Linked DNA regions of Mus musculus: region 2 is linked to region 1. Evidence: chromatin contacts called from public Hi-C data. All regions are on one chromosome and are shown on one strand. The core of a region is the stretch at or near the end of the contact, and the rest is flanking DNA. Distances in the headings are between cores, read along the strand shown.

What was found. Hi-C and Micro-C count contacts between places; a contact is called where the count stands out from the background.
Region 2: a contact with region 1 is called in a Hi-C map of rod photoreceptor, with 4 times the contacts expected there. The contact joins two enhancer-like sites. A contact is called at or near these places in 1 of 15 datasets of contacts at CTCF or cohesin (large pre-B cells), 8 of 484 Hi-C or Micro-C datasets (the HL-1 cell line, the N1E-115 cell line, embryonic fibroblasts and 5 more) and 7 of 115 datasets of contacts at active chromatin or transcription factors (CD8 T cells, the NIH/3T3 cell line, cardiomyocytes and 4 more).

Annotation. Positions count from the first base shown.
Region 1 is chr12:15,991,159-15,996,902 of GRCm38.p6, forward strand. No RefSeq gene overlaps it. Among named protein-coding and RNA genes, the nearest start is that of Gm36235, 21 kb to the right of the region's middle. Within about 2 kb of position 2,978, at least 9 of the 459 cell types and tissues checked have an H3K27ac peak or open chromatin away from gene starts, as enhancers often do. A contact at or near this core is called in rod photoreceptor, where this site is marked.
Region 2 is chr12:16,505,947-16,511,308 of GRCm38.p6, forward strand. No RefSeq gene overlaps it. Among named protein-coding and RNA genes, the nearest start is that of Lpin1, 81 kb to the right of the region's middle. Within about 2 kb of position 1,450, at least 11 of the 459 cell types and tissues checked have an H3K27ac peak or open chromatin away from gene starts, as enhancers often do. A contact at or near this core is called in rod photoreceptor, where this site is marked.

The DNA.
Region 1 (5,744 bases), core at 1,728-4,227:
CTTCTTCTCTAGGTTGTCTTTCACTAGTAACTTCTTCCCTAGGTTGTCTTTCACTAGTAACTTCTTCACTAGGTTGTCTTTCACTAGTAACTTCTTCTCTAGGTTGTCTTTCACTAGTAACTTCTTCTCTAGGTTGTCTTTCACTAGCAACTTCTTCTCTAGGTTGTCTTTTGCTTGAATATTTCATTTGCTGTGCAGAACTTTTTAGTTTCATGCAGTCCCATTTGCCAATTCTCAGTTTTATTCCCTGAGCTAATGGAGGCCTTTTTGGAGAGTCTTTGTTAAATGTTTATACCGTGAAGTGTTTCCCATTTATAAAAAAATTATTTTATTTATTTACATTCCAGTTGTTGCCCTCTTCCCAGTCCCCCTCCCACAATTTCTCATCCCATGCCTCCTCCCCCTTGCCTCCAAGAGGGGCTCCCCTGCACCAGACCTGCCCCTTCCCTGAGGGCTCAAGTCTCTTGAGGGTTAAACACATCTTCTCCCACTGAGGCCAGACCAGACAGTCCTCTGTTATATTTGTGTCAGGGGCCTTGGATCAGCCTGTGTATGCTCCTGGTTGGTGGCTCAGTCTCTGGGAGCTCCCTAGGGTCTTAATCAGTTGAGACTGCTGGTCTTCCTATGGGGTCGCTCTCCCCTCAGCTTCTTCAATCCTTCTCTTGATTCAACCATAGAGGCCCCCAACTTACCAGCAGCTGACTGAGACATAGATACTTACACCCAACCATTGGACTGAAGTGTTTCCCATTTTTTTTCTCTAACCATTTAAGAATGTCAGGTCTTACATTAATGTTTCTGATATTGGATGGATTGCCTTTTGTGAAGTGAGACATGAGCCTCTGGCTCCATTATCCTACACATGGACACCCAGCTTCCCCAGTCCCATTTGTTGAATGGACTTTCTTTTCTCTAGTGCTAATACTTTGCTGTGGCTGTGTAAGTTTATTTATGAGTCTTTTATTTTCTTTCAATCACTTACATGTCTCCTTTTCTATCATGTTTGTTACTCTGTACTGTAACTTGAAGTCATAGGTGATAAAGGGACCTCTAGCAATGTTCGTTTGCTGAGAATTGCTTTAGCTAATAGGCATTATCAGGCTTCTATATGAATATCAGGGTTGCCTTTTCCATATCTTCAAATCTTTCATTAGAATTTTAATGAGAATTGCATTGGATCTGTAGATTTGCTTTTGATAAATCAGTAATCTTACTATATTAAGTCTTGCTGTTCATGAGCAGGAGAGCTTTTGTAATCTTTTTATTTTATTTTATTTCTTTAGAAATTTTATTGTAGAGATCTCTCATATCCTTAAGTAGCTTTTTTTTTTCCTGGACATTTTTTTTAAGCTAAAGGAAGTGAGATTTTCTTACCAGTTTCCACCTCAGAGTATTCATTATGGGTATATAGAAAACCTATCATTTTCTATATTTTGACTTCGTATCTTCCTAATGTTCTGAAAGTGTTTATTAGTTCTAGAATTTTCTGATAGATCTTTAGGTCTTTTCTGTATGAAAGAATACCATCAGGAAATAGGAGTAATCGCATGTCTGAAAATAAATTCTCTAGTTCTTCCTTATATTTTATAGAACTTCAAACATAAATTCCCATTCACTATCAGCAACCTGGGCCACGAATGAAAATCTCCCTCCAACAGTAGTGAGTTCTAACCAATGGTGTGGCAATTTGAGTTCCCTCTGTGTCTCTGTCTCTGTGCCACCCCCTACCCCCAACCTGCTTTAGGCTTGCTCTCAAATCCCACTATTGTGGGGCCAGTGGAAGCCCTGTTGGCCTGCTTCCACCCTTTTGACACTTCTAGGAATCTGCAAGTCTAAAGACAGAACACGCTTTGATTTTCTTCTGCTATGTTCCACACACTCACAACATTGAAGAATGCAGAATCTTGTCGCTGTCTCCTTTATGTCCCTATATTTCTTCTTCATTGACTCACACTTTCTATCCCTTTTGTACTATACTCTAGAGGAATTTCATGACTCAATCTCCTAGCCTGTTAATTTTCGCCTAAGGAGTCTTCTAGTTGTATTTCTGCCCCACTAATTCTTACTTACTGTTAATGTTTAAGATCAAAGTGACTATTTAGAAGAGATGGTCTTTGCTCTCTTGCCTATTTAAAGTTACTGTTCTAATTCTTCTCTATGTGAACTAATTTTTATTCCTTAAACATGCCTTTCTAAGAGTTCTATCTTTCAATTATTTATTTGTCTATTTATTGGTATCACTATATAGCCTAATCTGGGTTAGAATTTCCAATTCTCCTGCCTCAACTTTCCAAGTTCATGCACTTGCAATGCGGTGTGTGTGTATTCTACCACATCTGGCTCATTCTGCAATGTTCTTTAAATGTGAGTTTAATAGAGGTCTCTGCTGCTCGGACTTGAAAGTGTCTGTCCTATATAGAAATATGTATTTCATGAAGTACTGTTTATAATTTACTTTCTTTTTGAGATTTCTTTTTTTGTGTCTTGGGTTTTGGGGGGAAAAGGACAAGTATTTTGTGCATATGTCAACCTAACCCTTTCCCTGCTGCTTTCTAATTAAGGTTTTTTTTTATGTTTATTATGATATAATGTGGTCTTTGGGCAGTTTGTCACAGAGCTCCCTTCTGTGTGGAGTCAGGAAGTTGGTACCAGTACTATGGCAGTGTTGACAACCACATAGGAACTATTTGAGGAGTAAACACAGACCTTAGTCATCTGAAAGGTTTTTTTTTTTTTAATTTTTGGAGTTTTGTAAAAATAATAAGTGTGTGTGTGTGTGTGCACTCGCCATATGTGCACAGTTGCCCTGGAGGCCAGAAGAGGGTGTCAGATCCAATAAAGTTCAAGTTATAGGCAGTTTGTGAGTCACCCAATGTGAGTTCTGGGAAGGGAAAGAAGCCTTCTTAACTGCTGAGCCATCCTCTCAGCCCCTGAAGGCTATTCGCTGACACCTTGAGCATGTTCAAATATCTCTGGGGGAGGAGAATACTTCCTTAGGAACATAGTGATGAGTAAGCAGCCTGTGTATCTGTAAATAACCCTTCACCTGTGCAGCAATAAATAATCCCAATTAAACCCACTGCATTACGAGGGAGGGAGGGAGGAAGGGAGGGAGGGAGGAAGGGAGGGAGGGAGGGAGAAGAGGGAGACAGGAAAATAGATAGAGGACTCCTTGGGAAGAAGAAAGAGATCAGCAGGAGTCAGGGGACAAGACAGGGTGATGGGAATGAGACTGATCAAACCACATAAATGAAAATTTCACAATAAAACAACTAATTATGTGATAAGCAGAACACAATCAAATAAATATGAAGGATAATCTACCAGCATACAATGCTGCATCATTGAGCAATTAGCTTGAAAACACATTAAAAAGCCACTGAGTTCGTGGTGGCTTGGAGGAAATGATTTATGGGGAAAATATACAACAACTAACATAAACTGTTCTAGACAAATAATTTTGAATATGAGATAGTTTTAGGGCACACTTACTATTTTGTCTTTCTAGATTACATAAGTAAAATGATGTTACAAATAAGTACTCATAGTCTAAAAGAGCTCTTTAAGTAAATAAAAATAAAAACATTTCACACCGGGCATGGTGGTGCACGCCTTTAATCCCAGCACTCAGGAGGCAGAGGCAGGCAGATTTCTGAGTTTGAGGCCAGCCTGGTCTACAGAGTGAGTTCCAGGACAGCCAGGGCTATACAGAGAAACTCTGTCTCGAAAAGCCAAAAAAATTTTTAAAAATTAAAAATAATCCATAATTTAAAAAGCAAACATACAAACAAAAACAAAAGAAAACCAAACAGATGGCAGTGTTAATGTGCCATAAAATAGAGTGGCATTTCCTTTCTAATGCACCTTCAGATTAGTGCATCAGGTTGCTTGAGTGCAGTATTAGGTGGTATTTTCAACATTGTTTAGCTCCATTACACTGTATGAGCCACCACACTCGGCCCCCATGAATGCGTGGGCAAATTGTGGTTCCAATGAGAACCGCAATGTTCGAGCAGGAGAGAGTAGGATGGAGCATACATATGTCTAATAGCTTGCAAGCTGAATCCAAGATATTCAGTGGCATAAAAACCAAGTCCAGGGGAATAGGATCTGGAGGAAGAAGAGGAAAAGGAGAAAGAAGAGCAGGAAAAGGAGGATGAGGTGGAGGAAGACCTATGCCCCACTCCTGCATGCAGAAAGAAAACGGTTCTAAGTCTCCTTACGGTTTCTTTCTCTGTTCCCGCCCACAGCAGGTTAGATGGTGCCTGCCCACATAATGCAGGGCAATGTGCTTTATCAAGTTCTTGAATTTATCTAGAAATATGCTACATGGCTGTACCAAAATAATACTTCTATGGAGGCTTCAGGGAAGAGCCAACTGACATCCACACGTATGCAACCTGAATTGCAGCTACTATATTTTTCTTACTCCTGGAGGAGTTTATTTTCTGAGATCTATTAACTGATGCTAGAGAGATCCAATAGGATCTCTATCTTCATCAAAGCTTACAGTCCATCTTAGTAGTTAAAGCTACTATTGCAGTGATTAAACACCATGAACAAAGCAACTTGGGGAGGAAACAGTTGAGGTGTCTTATATTTCCATGTCACTGTTTATCAGGACAGGAACTCAACAAGTAAAGAACCTAGAGGCAGAAGCTGATGCAGAGGCCATGGAAGGATGCTGCTTACTGGCTTGCTCAGCCTGCTTTCTTGTAGAATCTAGGACCACCAACCTAGGAATGGCACAGTCCACAATGGGCTGGGCCCTTCCCCAATTAGACACTAAGAAAAATGCCCTATAGATTTGTATACAGCCCAATTTTACAGAAGCATGTTTTTAAATTTAGTTTTTTTTTAACCTATTGCCTTTACATCTCACTCACTGTTCCCCTACCAGACACCCCTCCCTCTTCTCCTCTGAGTGGGGAAGGGTCCCTGGGTATCCCTCCATCTTGGCACATCAAGTCTGCCAGACTAGGTGCATCCTCTCCAACTGAGACCAGACAAGGCATCCCAGCTAGAAGAACATATCTAACATACAAGCAACAGCTTTTCGGATAAGGATAACGACTGCTCCAGTTGTTCGGGACCCACATGAAAACCAAGCTCCACATGTGCTACCTATGTGCGGGGAGGTCAAGGTCCAACCTGTGTCTGTAGAGGCATTTTCTTAACTGAGGTTTCCTCTTCTCAGAGGATTTTAGCTTTTGTCAAGTTGACATCATCTGGTGAATGTCCTGTGCTCTTAGAATTAATCACACTCCTCTTGCTCTGCCAAGGAAAGTTTCCATTGTGAGAAAGCTGAGGGGTGTGACCAGGTGAAGATGGGTTTCTGTAGGAGTGTGATTATTCCCAGGGAGCCATTTATGCAGATGTAATCCTCCCTGAGATTTGGTTCATGGTTGTTGAAGCATGTTTGCCCTGACCAATAGAGGATAGAGTTGACAGATAAAACTATAGTTGCAAGTGTTTAACTTGTACCCCAATGCCTGCTCCTCCCTGACTATGCCTAATCTCATCTGTACTTGGATGAGATTTTAAGTTACAAATAAGGCATGGCTAGAGATGAACAATAGCTAATAATTGGTAATAACTAATAATAAATAGAAAAACTGTAGTAAGTCTTGTAATAAAATTTACTTAAGACTCAAGTTCTTTCTGAAATTGCTGTGTCCTATATCCATATGATGCTTGACCTCACACAATGAGAGCAAGGATAAGAAATCACAGATAGAAGAGAC
Region 2 (5,362 bases), core at 200-2,699, 510 kb after region 1:
AACTGCAGGCACAAAAATGGAGAAGAGACTGAGGAAAAGGAGGTTCAGTGACCTGCCCAAATTAGAATCCAGCTCAAGGGGAAACTCCAAAGCCCGACACTATTACTGATGCTATGTCATAATAATGTGCTTACAGACAGCAGCCTAGCATGGCTGTCCTCCGAGAAACCCAACAAGCAGCTGAAAGAGTCAGATGCAGATACTTACACCCAACCAATGGACAGAAACTGAGGACCCCTGTGGTTGAATTAGGGAAAAGCTGGAAGAAGCTGAGGAGGAAGGCGACCCTATAGGGAGACCAGCAGTCTCACCTAACCTTGTCCCCATGATCTCTCAGATACTAAACCACCAACCAGGCAGCATACACCAACTGATATAAGGCCCCCAACACATATACAGCACAGGAAGCACAGGACTGCCTGGTCTGGCCTCAATGAGAGAAGATGCATCTAACCCCCAAGAGACTTGAGGCCCCAGGGAGTGGGGAGGCCTAGCAGGGTGCGGATGGGTGGGGTGGAGACCTCCTCTTGGAGATGGGGGAGGAGGAATTGGATGAGGAACAGTCAGAGAGCAAACTGGGAGGGAGATAGCGACTGGACTATTAAAAGATTAATAATAATAATAATTTAAACAAAAAATAATAATAATGTTGTGGCTGGGGGGTCATCACATGAGAAACTGTGTTAAAGGGCCACAGCTTTAGGAAGGTTGAGAACCACTGTGTTTGGGGTGGAAGAGTGGGACACTTACACAGCTTGTCAGAGCCATCAATGAGGAAGATACAAACTACCACATGGTATTCAAGCCATTGAGGTCTGTGACAATTAACCAAAGCAAGACTGCAAATGAACAAAGGAGAGCTATAGCTACCCAGTTCTGGGTCAGGCTGATGCTCATTGTAGGAACAAAAAACAAAAACCCTCAGGTGTGAATGCTGTGTCATTTCTTGCTGGCTTCACAGCTACACAACACGAGGCCTTTGCTGTTCAGCCCCATGTCAGCTAATAGGGGCCCTGGAGGCAGTTTGCCCTGCTCAGCTAGAGGGAAAATCATCACACAGAAAAATCAGCTCCACCTGTCAGTTGTGGTTCCAAAGACAGGCAGCCCTTCCCTTCCCCTCTGCTAAGCGGCAAAGCCTCTCTAGTTGACATTTTTTTTGAGAGATGGATTGAGACTGACATTCTAAGCATGAGAGCAGGGGAAGTTACAGACCAAAAAATAATAATGATAAAGCAGACTCAGCCCTGGAAAAACACAAAGCACCATATGTCTACAAATAAATTAACAAGCCGGCGCTGGGAGACGTCTCAGTCAGTGAAGTGCCTGACTGCAAGTGTGGAGACAGGAACTCCAAAGGAACTCCAAAGGCACCGCGGAGGCAGGAGGATCCCCGGGGCTCACTGGTCAGCCAGTCTAGGGGAAGTAATAAGACTCATAGTTCAGTGAGCAACGATGTCTCGAGAAGTCAAGCAGAGAGGAGCAGCGGAAAACCCCAATGGCATCTATGTGCACAATATACTCACCTCTATAGACATATATACTCACTCCACCTGGACAGCACAGAAGAGCTGACCCTAGCAGTGGGGGCGCAGGTGAGCCAGCCTGAGGGGGGGGGGGAGCGTGGAAAAGCTGGCCCTGCCACTCATCTGTCTGCCACGAGGTGGTGTGTGTGCAAGGGTGACACTCCATGACGGCCCCTCACTACCTGCAGCAGTCAGGAGAGCTGGCCCTGTTCTTCCCAGGCTGAAGCACTTGGGAGACCAAGACCCTGCACCTGACAAGCAGGGCTCGTTGCATCCTTATTAGCTACCGCTGTGGAACTTACCCATTTACTTAAAACTGAGTGTCAGGGATGCCCAGAGGGCCACCTCAATGACAAACCTCTTTCTACCCCACTCTCCATTGGGAAGCATCATGAAGCAGTATAGCTTGTCTTTCTTCCTGAGGAGCAGGGCCCATAACTCCTCCCAGGACAGCCACTCCTGGAATGGCTCTTCACAAGGAACCCAGTACAACCTGGAAGGAGCTGCAACCCTCGGGGTTGATGGACTCACATTACCTGATGGTTACAAGTGCCCTCTAGAAACCAAGACTTCCAGAACCGTGAGACTTAACACTTTAGGGATCAGGAAAGCCCAATATGGTTGCTGAATGACAAGGAGCAGGCCACTCTTATGTCACCTTTTAGCTCCAGGCTTCATAGATCTACAGTGTGTCTCACCTGGGAATTTCTGTGTCTGTTTTCTTACCCCCCTACTCCACCTTTGGCCAGAGGCTCCTGGAGGACAAAGTCCATTTTTGCATGTTTCTGTGTATATACTAAGAGAAGTCCTATTGTCTGGCATAGAGGATGGGGGATGGGTGGAAGGAAATGTCACTTTCTTATGTATGGCTGTGATGTGTGTTTATTTGTACACAGGCACACATGTGTGCATTGCGTGTGCATGTGCATTTACATGTGCAACCTCGGGTATCATTTCTCAGATACTCTCTCCCCTTGTTTGTTTTGGGGATTTTTTGGTTGTTTAGTTGTTTGGGGGTTTTGTTGTGTTTTGTTTTGTTTTGTTTTGTTTTGTTTTGAGACAGGGTAGTTCACTGGAACTTGCCAAGTAGGTTAGACTAGTTAGACAATGAACCCCAGTGAGACAGAACCTTTTTCTGCCACCCCAATGCTGGTATTAGAAGCAAGAGCCACCAAGCCCTGCTTCTTTTCCCATGAGTTCTGGGGGTAAAATATAGTTCCTTGTGCTTATAAGACAAGCACTTTACTGGCTAATCTGTCTCTAAGTCTTAAAGATACTTTCTTATGCCATGGCTAACACATTTTTGGAACATCTGCCCTATTTTTTAAATACCAACTACAGTCCTGATACTGAATACTGAGTCAATAGGTCAGAGTGTCCCATTGGGACCAGCACAGGATACCTGCAAAACAAAAGTGGGAAGTAAAGAGCCAGCAAAGTTAAAAATATTATGACAGTCCATCTGTGGTCAGAAAGAGAAAAGGCATGGTGATACTGGCCTTTCCAAGAGACTTGCTTGGCCCTTGGGAAAATCGGGTCTGAAGTCAAGACCCATTTCCCTGCTGGGCAAAGCTTTCTTTACTTGAAAATCAGAGCAGACAGATCCTCAGTAGAGGCCACAGACAAAAAGTAGGTTTCTGTCCGAAAGGCCAGGAGTTCTTCGGGCTTGGAGCTGGGGGAGAGAGCGCTTGTAGAGAGTATGCATGGCTGAGGGTGTGTTCTCTGAATGTCTTTCCTTGGCTAGAAAGAACCTGGAGGAGAAGCAGTCGGGAAACATTTGGGAAAGGTCTAAAGTCACAAAGGAGTCCAGGAGTCCTCTGTGCAAAGCCAGTAGGCAGCCCATGAGGCATTCACAGGAAACAAAGAGAGAGAAAAAGAGGTCAAAAGAGCCCTCCAACCCTGCATTCATCATTCAGTTCGATCTTCAAGGAATCTGCTGACTGACACAAATTGTTTTATGTGACTTTCTGCCTGGGACCTGAAAGGACAGGCCCCTCCCAAGAAGGAGAAGATGGGGCTGAATGGGGGCGAGGCCGCGGGGGCGGGGGAGTGGAGAGACACAGGAAGCCACGACCTTAGTTCCCACGGGGGTGTTGGGCGCCATCTACTGGTAATCAAAAGAACCACTCATACCTTTTGAAGAAGGCTGTTTCTTAGAAGTGGGTATGTATGCAAAGGGAAACAGAGCCTTTCTCACTGTAGGGAGCCAGCTCTGCCTCCCCTGAGCGTGGTCTCCCGACACATAGCAATTATTCTACAATGAGAATCCAGGGTTCAAAGGCCATAGTTAGTCTGCCAAGAGCAAGAATGTGCACACTGATTGCCGCTAAGAGTACCACTCCTTATCCTAAATTCAGTAGCTGAAAGTCTTCCTGCAACATCGCTTGCCTTGTGAGTGGTTGAATGTGGCTTGAGTAACTGGTTCTTTTGTCATACAGCTGTAAGAATCCAGCAAAAGAGGCAAAAGTGAATGCAGAGATGTGAACAGTAGCTGCAGCAGCAGGCGGCTCTCAGGATGCCCGGGGCATAGCCACCCCTGTGCCTTTTTCATCTACAGCATGACAAACATTTCAAAGTTCAGGGCTGATTTCACTCCTTTCTGACCCCTGCCCTGCACTCGGCTATCCTAGACAAGTTAAAGAAAGGAGAAAGAACAAATCAAGCTGGCTAAGCTGGTTTCACACTTCAAAGACCCTTGAACCAGTCTGAGGTGACAGGTAACAGACCACCACTAAAGCTGTGAAGGAGCATTGAGAGTGTAATACTTTATTCCAGCTGCTTCATTGTCTCCTGGCTGGGAGCAAGACCCTCATTGTCTCAAAAGTCCTGTGATATTTGAGCCTACCTTGCCTCTGTTTGGCTGTACCAACCCCTCCAGCCAATCTCCTCCCCACCCGCCTCCCTTCACCCAGTGCCTTCCATCATGTTGGTCCTTCTGCACACAGCCAAAACCACGGCCACTGCCTTGGTCATGGTGTCTTTTCACAGCAATAGGACAGTGTCTAAGACACCTGCCCACCTCAATTAGCAATCAAGACAATTCCCAAAGATATGACCACAGTCCAAGTACCCCAGTAATTGATCTCAATAAGTTTTCTCATTAATCCCTCTTCCTGAGTAATTTCAGGTTGTCAAACTACAATGGAAATAACTACTGACCTGAGATTTTCACCTCTGTCCTAAGACTCCAAGACTTCCATTGCAATGGCCCCTCCAGGAAGGGAAGAAGACACCAAACATTGCCAAGCGTCAGCAACAACACACCTGTGGCTTTAGCTGCTCCTGGGCAAACATTTGCATCCTTTTCTGACAGAGAAAGAGAGAAGCTCCAAGAGGGAAAACCAGTGGCCCAAGAACATGCTGCTTGCCAGTGAGCATCAGGGCTCTCTCCAGCCTTGTAGTGCAATGAGCCTGCCCCCTGCACTGCTTCATGAGGGCAGGAGGCCAAGAAGATAGGCTGACCCTCTTCTTGCACTCTAAATGACTTCTTTCCAACTTGTAGTCATGCCGATGAATGACATTAACTCTGCTTTAGGATTTGTGGGTTCCTTCATGTATTCAAACGGACATAGCAGAGAAGAAGGCTGCATGTGTATATGTTATTTGCTCACTAATCACTCATACTGTGTGCCCTGCAGACCACAAGACACTGCCTGTCTTATCCTAGGCACATCACAGGGAACAGGGGACAGAACTGCCCGTATCTGGACCAAAAGGCAGTTCCCCAGGCAGTTAAGGTTGACAGTAAGTGTGCTACTTATTTTAATAGACCTCCGAAAAGGCATAAAGGCAAGACCCTATTGTGCCACCTGTTAGACCAAGTTTCAGCCTAGCAATTG